2 separate regions of the Mus musculus genome follow, and region 2 is linked to region 1. The links are chromatin contacts, called in public Hi-C maps. All regions are on one chromosome and are shown on one strand. Each heading gives the region's core, a stretch centred on a gene start, on an enhancer-like site or on the middle of the called end of the contact. The rest is flanking DNA. Distances are from core to core; before and after follow the strand shown. Region 1 overlaps Arhgef28 (Rho guanine nucleotide exchange factor (GEF) 28). Region 2 has its middle 21 kb from the start of Utp15.

Region 1 (2,728 bases), core at 171-2,670:
ATCAGTCATTTTCTGATATCGTCAGTTTTCACTGTTCATTTCTTGAAACTGTATCGTTAAGCCAGGACCTGGCCAAGGTCCACCGATCCCCGTGGAGGTCACATCTCTAAAACCCCCTTTCAGTAGAATTCTCTTCCTCCCTTCTTCCTCCACCTTTCACTTTTATCTAATGGAAGAAATGTCTCCAACCTTCTGGGTTCCTACCTTTTTATCTGTCATTTTGTGAGTTCTACCAGATTCTCCTCTGGTTTCTTTTCATAGATATGTACAATGGGCCTTGAAGACTTAGAGAATATTTTTGAAATGTTTAAGAAAAGGATTGCTCTGTGAGAAGGGACTTTAAGTGCCACAGTGTGTGATAGCAAAGGTGGAGGGAGACATGTTAGCAAAGCAGATAGTGGGCATGCTCAGATTTCCATTGTTGTTCAAAAGCCTACTCCTGAACCCCGTGTTTGCTCATTTGGGAATTAGAGGTACTGCAGATCAGCATGTCTTGAAATGTTTTCCCACCTCAACTATAGTGGTAAATGTCAAAAGTACAAAATTCAATGGTTATGTGTACAGTTTAATTAATGGTGAGTGGTGTGTATAAAAATGTATATTCTTTTCAAGATCCGAAATAGCAACCTGTTGGCTCGTCGCCGCGGAATCCCGGAGTGCATCCTGCTAGTTACCCAGCGCATCACAAAGTACCCAGTCTTGGTGGAAAGGATCCTGCAGTACACCAAGGGTGAGAGATTATTTCTGGGACCTTTCCCTGTCTTGTGAGTTTTAGTCACAACTGAGGGGTCCCGAAGAGCCTTGAGTGCTGAGTTCTTCCACTCACAAATGCTCTCCCTGTGAGCAAGCTTTTAAAGCCTCGAGTTGTAACTCATTTTTGGGAAATTACTTTATTTTTAATCCCGTTTATTCTGTGGTTGGGAAGTAGTATGCACGGCATACGTGTGATGATCAGAGACCTTGCAGAATTTGGTCCTTTCCTTCTGCCACTTTTATTTTATGCTTCTTTAGAACTTAATGCATGAGAGAACATAAAAATAGCGTTTGGAGATAGCAGCATAGATTTTTGCTCTCAGCGAGAGAATGAATAAAAAACAATAGGGCTTTTCATTTTGCATTGTGCGGATTTTCTTAAGGTTCTACGATATCCCAGGAACTAAACTGTGTCAGATAATGTTAGTCAATTAGTCTCACTCCAGGGTTCACTCCCATGCCAAGTTCTTGGTAGACTAGATAGCAGCAGTGATCTGCTCCCCTTAGCAGTGGGAGCTGCGTCTGTGACATCTTGGCAGAGTCATCGAGATAGCATACAGATGCCCCCTCCTCCGAGCAGGCATTGCCAAAGGCCAATCCTGAGCCTTCCGGAGCCTTGGCCATCGGTTCTCACAACTGTTAATGGGAGCGGTCCTCAGCCTCACTATCTGTCCTTCACAAGGGGGTGTGTCCACATGCAGATTCTGAGTCAGTGGGTGTGAGTAGAGCTGGGGGTCGGGGAGAATTTGAAAAGACCCCCACGGAGGCCGGTGCTGTTACCTTTGGGTTGTGAATCATTGGGAGAGAGTGATCTGTAAGACTTTGAACCTTCTCTGGTAGTTACTCTGGGTCATCTGGTAATTCAACTTCACTTTTCTTTCCTAGTTTTGAAGTAGTTTCTTTATAAGTAAATTTCCTTATAAAGACTAGAAAGGCGCTGTCAAGGAGTGAGGTGTGTTCTTTGGAAGACAGCGATCCCCTTTGAACTATGGGGATCGGGTGTGCTCTGTGGGTGTTCTGATAGCGCTCCCAGCATCTGTGTGTGCACTGGAAACCTTAAAGGAAGAGACTCTGGAGGACCAATTCTGCTCTCCTCACTGCTCTTTCTAAACACGTGTTTCTTCAGCTGGAGCCTCCGGAGAGCCTTTGGCTTCTCTGCCAGTTTTCTGGTTTTCCCTCCCTCTTCCTCCCTTCCTCTTCGCTCTTCAGGCTCAGGCCCCTGAGCAAATATCAACTAGCTGATCTTTATCATCAAATCCCCCCAAAGTAGCCAGATTCCCTTCCATCTGCCGTTTCCAGAACCCAGTCTCTGGAACTCCTCCAGACCTTTTTCTTAAGACAGCCTGGAGGTGAGAGGAGTGGCCGTTGGTTTAAAGAGTAACGGGAGCTACAGTCTGTTCTGTATGCAAAGCCTGGCTGACTTCTGTGAGGCTCAGTGCCTGGGACCTCAAAATGTTTTTCTTTACTTTCAAGATCAGAAGAAAAAATGATAGGTCAAGAACATTTTAATTATAACATTAAGATCCTCAATTTTATGCTAATATAATTTTGAATAATTTTTTTTTAAGAACCCAGAAGACAAATGAGTCTTGGGCCATTTAAATCACCCTGTGGCTCCATTTCAGAGGACATGAGCTTGGCCCCACAGCTGGCTTCAGTCGTTAGAAATACAGCATGGGGTAACTTACCTGTTTCTAGGAAGGGAGGAGTGCCCAGGTTACGCCAAACATAGCCTCTGCTTATATTACATATAATATATATTCATTATATAATATACTATAATTATATTACACATATATACATATATGGATAGATAGATAGATAGATAGATAGATAGATAGATAGATAGATAGATAGACAGGTAGCATATAATATGTGCTACTTTTTTTCTTGCTGTGACAAAATACCAGATAAGAAGGAGCTTCAAGAAGAAAGGGTTAATTTTGTCTCACAGTCTGTCATGACAGGGAAGGCG
Region 2 (2,700 bases), core at 119-2,618, 290 kb before region 1:
GATAGAAATCAGGTAACTAATTGCACAGTACAAGGTTCTTTCAATGGGATGCAAACCCACAGTGAATCTAACCAGGATTCATTTGTTTCCATTCCCTCAAGCTTCTCACTGAAGCACTTCTGCCCTCACTCTGCCCATATGTAGGGTCTCTACACAGATTTTCCCCAACGTGTCTGAGAAATACAATGTATCATGAAGTCTTCATTGTTTAAAATGTAACGGCACAGATGTGTTTCTAGATCTTTCCTCACAGGGTTGCCTTTTTAACAAAATATACTCAAAGCAAACATTTCCTGGTAACATAAAAGGGAAAACATACAGGTAAAGAAAAATCTCTCTTCCAGGTAGAGACTTGTCTTATGCTTCCAAAGGGGCACAGAGCTCCCGATTCATATCTTGTATGAGACTGCCGAGCCTCAGAAATACCATGATCTGCTCTCTCCTGCATCATGAAGAACCAGAAAGGTTGGTGTGGACTCCAGACTGAATCTGGAAGAGGGTATGTGCTACAGGGGACTCGAGTCTATTTCTCCACATCTGGGTGCTGGAGAACCAGGGACTTTAATGCCCAGGGAGGAGGATGAGAAACTGCCTTTTCCAGTATCTTTTCTTTCTTTCAAGGCAGATTTTCCTAACTAGGTCAACTGATTGAAATGCGAATGTTTCAGAGAACCCTGCAGACACACCTGTGCTAGTGCTGTACCAGTTATCTGGGTTTCCTTTAGAGCAGTCAGGTTGACATCTCATCTTAAACACAACAGAGCAAGTACCTGTTTCCTATGTATCGAACTGTCAATGGAGCTGGAAAGCTGGTGCACACAAGGATTGATTTAATATAGGGAACTAGGGCTTTCTGACAGCATCAAGGAGTTGGAATGGAGCCACTGCTCAAGAGCACAGCCCCAGAAAGCAGAAGGCCGTGACTTTCACCATCTGCAAGCTAGAGACTAGACCTTGGTTGGCTTAGTCACTGTCACCTCTCAGTTCCCATCTCCTGTCTGTGGACAATAACAAGCAGAAAGCTGGCTTTTCCTTACCCCTGCCTTCCTAGTCAGGTGTCAGCACGCGGTATTAATGTTCTCATAACAAATTACCTAACAAAGGCAAGGGGTCTATTTTAGTCAGTGGTGTAAGGGAACAATCCATCAGGGCAAGGGAGACACAATGGAGAGAGTGTCTCTAGTCATGATAGCAGGAGTGTGAGGAAGATGCTCACACAGGTCCACAGTCAGAAATCACAGAGATGCATGCTGGGGCTCAAATGCCCCGCCCCCTTTGCAATTTAGTCCTGGACTCCAGCCCACGGGATGGTGCAACCACATTCAGGGTGGCTCTTCTCTCCTCTGTTAAACCTCATTAAACAGAGACACGTCTAGAGGCCTCTCTCCCAGGTGATTCCAAGTCCGTACCTGTGATTAACCATCACATCCATCTCATCTAGGAGGCCAGTTTTCATCCGGGACATTATTTGCAAAGGTTTCTGGGAAATGTGGTTTTAAATACGAAGCTCTGCAATTCTGGAGACATTCTAGCATCCAGACAGAGGGTTCAGAAGCCAATAAGTACAATATTCTTCCCCCTGTAGTTGGCACATCTTTAAACACAGTTGTATGTGTTTAGCTCGCTTCTAAACAGATGGGGGCATGCAGCACACAGTTGTGCATTCCAGTTGTGCATTCCAGCTGTGCATTCCAGTTTTCCATTTAGGCTGCACTGAGACTGGGGATACCTCCGTGCCTGTGGCTCTACCCCATTCTTTCCTAGGCTGTGTCCCACATCACTGTACAGCGGTACCACAATCACTGCAACCAGTCCCCTGCAGATGGGCATTCTGACGCCTTTCAGAATTCTACATCTACAATCAATTATAACCTGGATTTCGGGTTTTTGTATGTACAAGCAATTGTACACCTAGCAGTGCTTTCTATAGCTTTGGTACATTTGAAGAGTGAGTATTATCACCATGGATCCTGGAGAACGAGTCTTTTCTCTCACTGCAGGGTCTGTGCCTGGTTACCCCTTGTCCCTGAAGCTCCTTCATCCAAGGAAATATCAGTTTTCCTGAAACACACACACACACTGTTTAATATTTCACAGAGCACTGGGTATCTAGATAGAGCAGGTAATACTGGTATCTAGTTCTGCACACAATGACACTTGGGTGACAGTTTAGGTGATGTGTCCAAAGTCATACACTTAGTTAGTGGCAAATTTGGATTTGAGCTCAAGTCTCCAGTTTAAAAGGTGCACGTTTCCGAGCAGAGCAGTGCACAAAATAATGTTTTGTGTTGTATAAATACAGAGAATGGTCTTGTTCACTTTTGTATTCTTAACTTTTTGCCTAATACATCTCTGGTGCTTACTGACCATGGACTGAGTAAATGGTCACTTGGTGCTGCCTTGCAGAGAAACATTGTATTTAGAGTTTATAATGTAACACGGAGATAGCTTTCATTTCTCGATGAGATCCAACTCAAATAGAAAACCTTTCTGGAAGTTGTTAATCAGGAGACATTGAAATGGTGCCGCAACTCACTATTGGTCCACAAGAGGGCGGTGTTAGAAAAGCGTGAGAAACCGGCCTCTGCGCCTTCTCTGAAGTTCTCAGAAGGAACGCAAACAAGCCTTTTGCTTATTGCTATGCTAACCAAGTAGATTTAAAGAATAGATGTAGTTATTAGTAGATTATAACCAGAAATA

Evidence for each region. A called contact is a pair of places that touch in the nucleus more often than the background predicts.
Region 2: a Hi-C map of the N1E-115 cell line shows a contact between it and region 1, with 3 times the contacts expected there. The contact joins two enhancer-like sites. A contact is called at or near these places in 3 of 39 promoter capture datasets (the 3T3-L1 cell line, embryonic stem cells and hippocampal neurons), 1 of 15 datasets of contacts at CTCF or cohesin (stem cell-derived epiblast-like cells), 36 of 484 Hi-C or Micro-C datasets (3T3-L1-derived adipocytes, the C2C12 cell line, the N1E-115 cell line and 21 more), 7 of 115 datasets of contacts at active chromatin or transcription factors (embryonic stem cells, epiblast stem cells, extraembryonic endoderm stem cells and 3 more) and 2 of 9 other capture datasets (adipose tissue and embryonic stem cells).

The regions. Positions count from the first base shown.
Region 1 is chr13:97,954,528-97,957,255 of GRCm38.p6, reverse strand. It overlaps Arhgef28 (Rho guanine nucleotide exchange factor (GEF) 28), which reads left to right. Exons shown (of 36, transcript NM_012026.2): 24 at 613-730. Among named protein-coding and RNA genes, the nearest start is that of Gm34388, 62 kb to the right of the region's middle. Within about 2 kb of position 1,420, at least 4 of the 459 cell types and tissues checked have an H3K27ac peak or open chromatin away from gene starts, as enhancers often do. A contact at or near this core is called in the N1E-115 cell line, where this site is marked.
Region 2 is chr13:98,240,294-98,242,993 of GRCm38.p6, reverse strand. No RefSeq gene overlaps it. Among named protein-coding and RNA genes, the nearest start is that of Utp15, 21 kb to the left of the region's middle. Within about 2 kb of position 1,368, at least 5 of the 459 cell types and tissues checked have an H3K27ac peak or open chromatin away from gene starts, as enhancers often do. A contact at or near this core is called in the N1E-115 cell line, where this site is marked.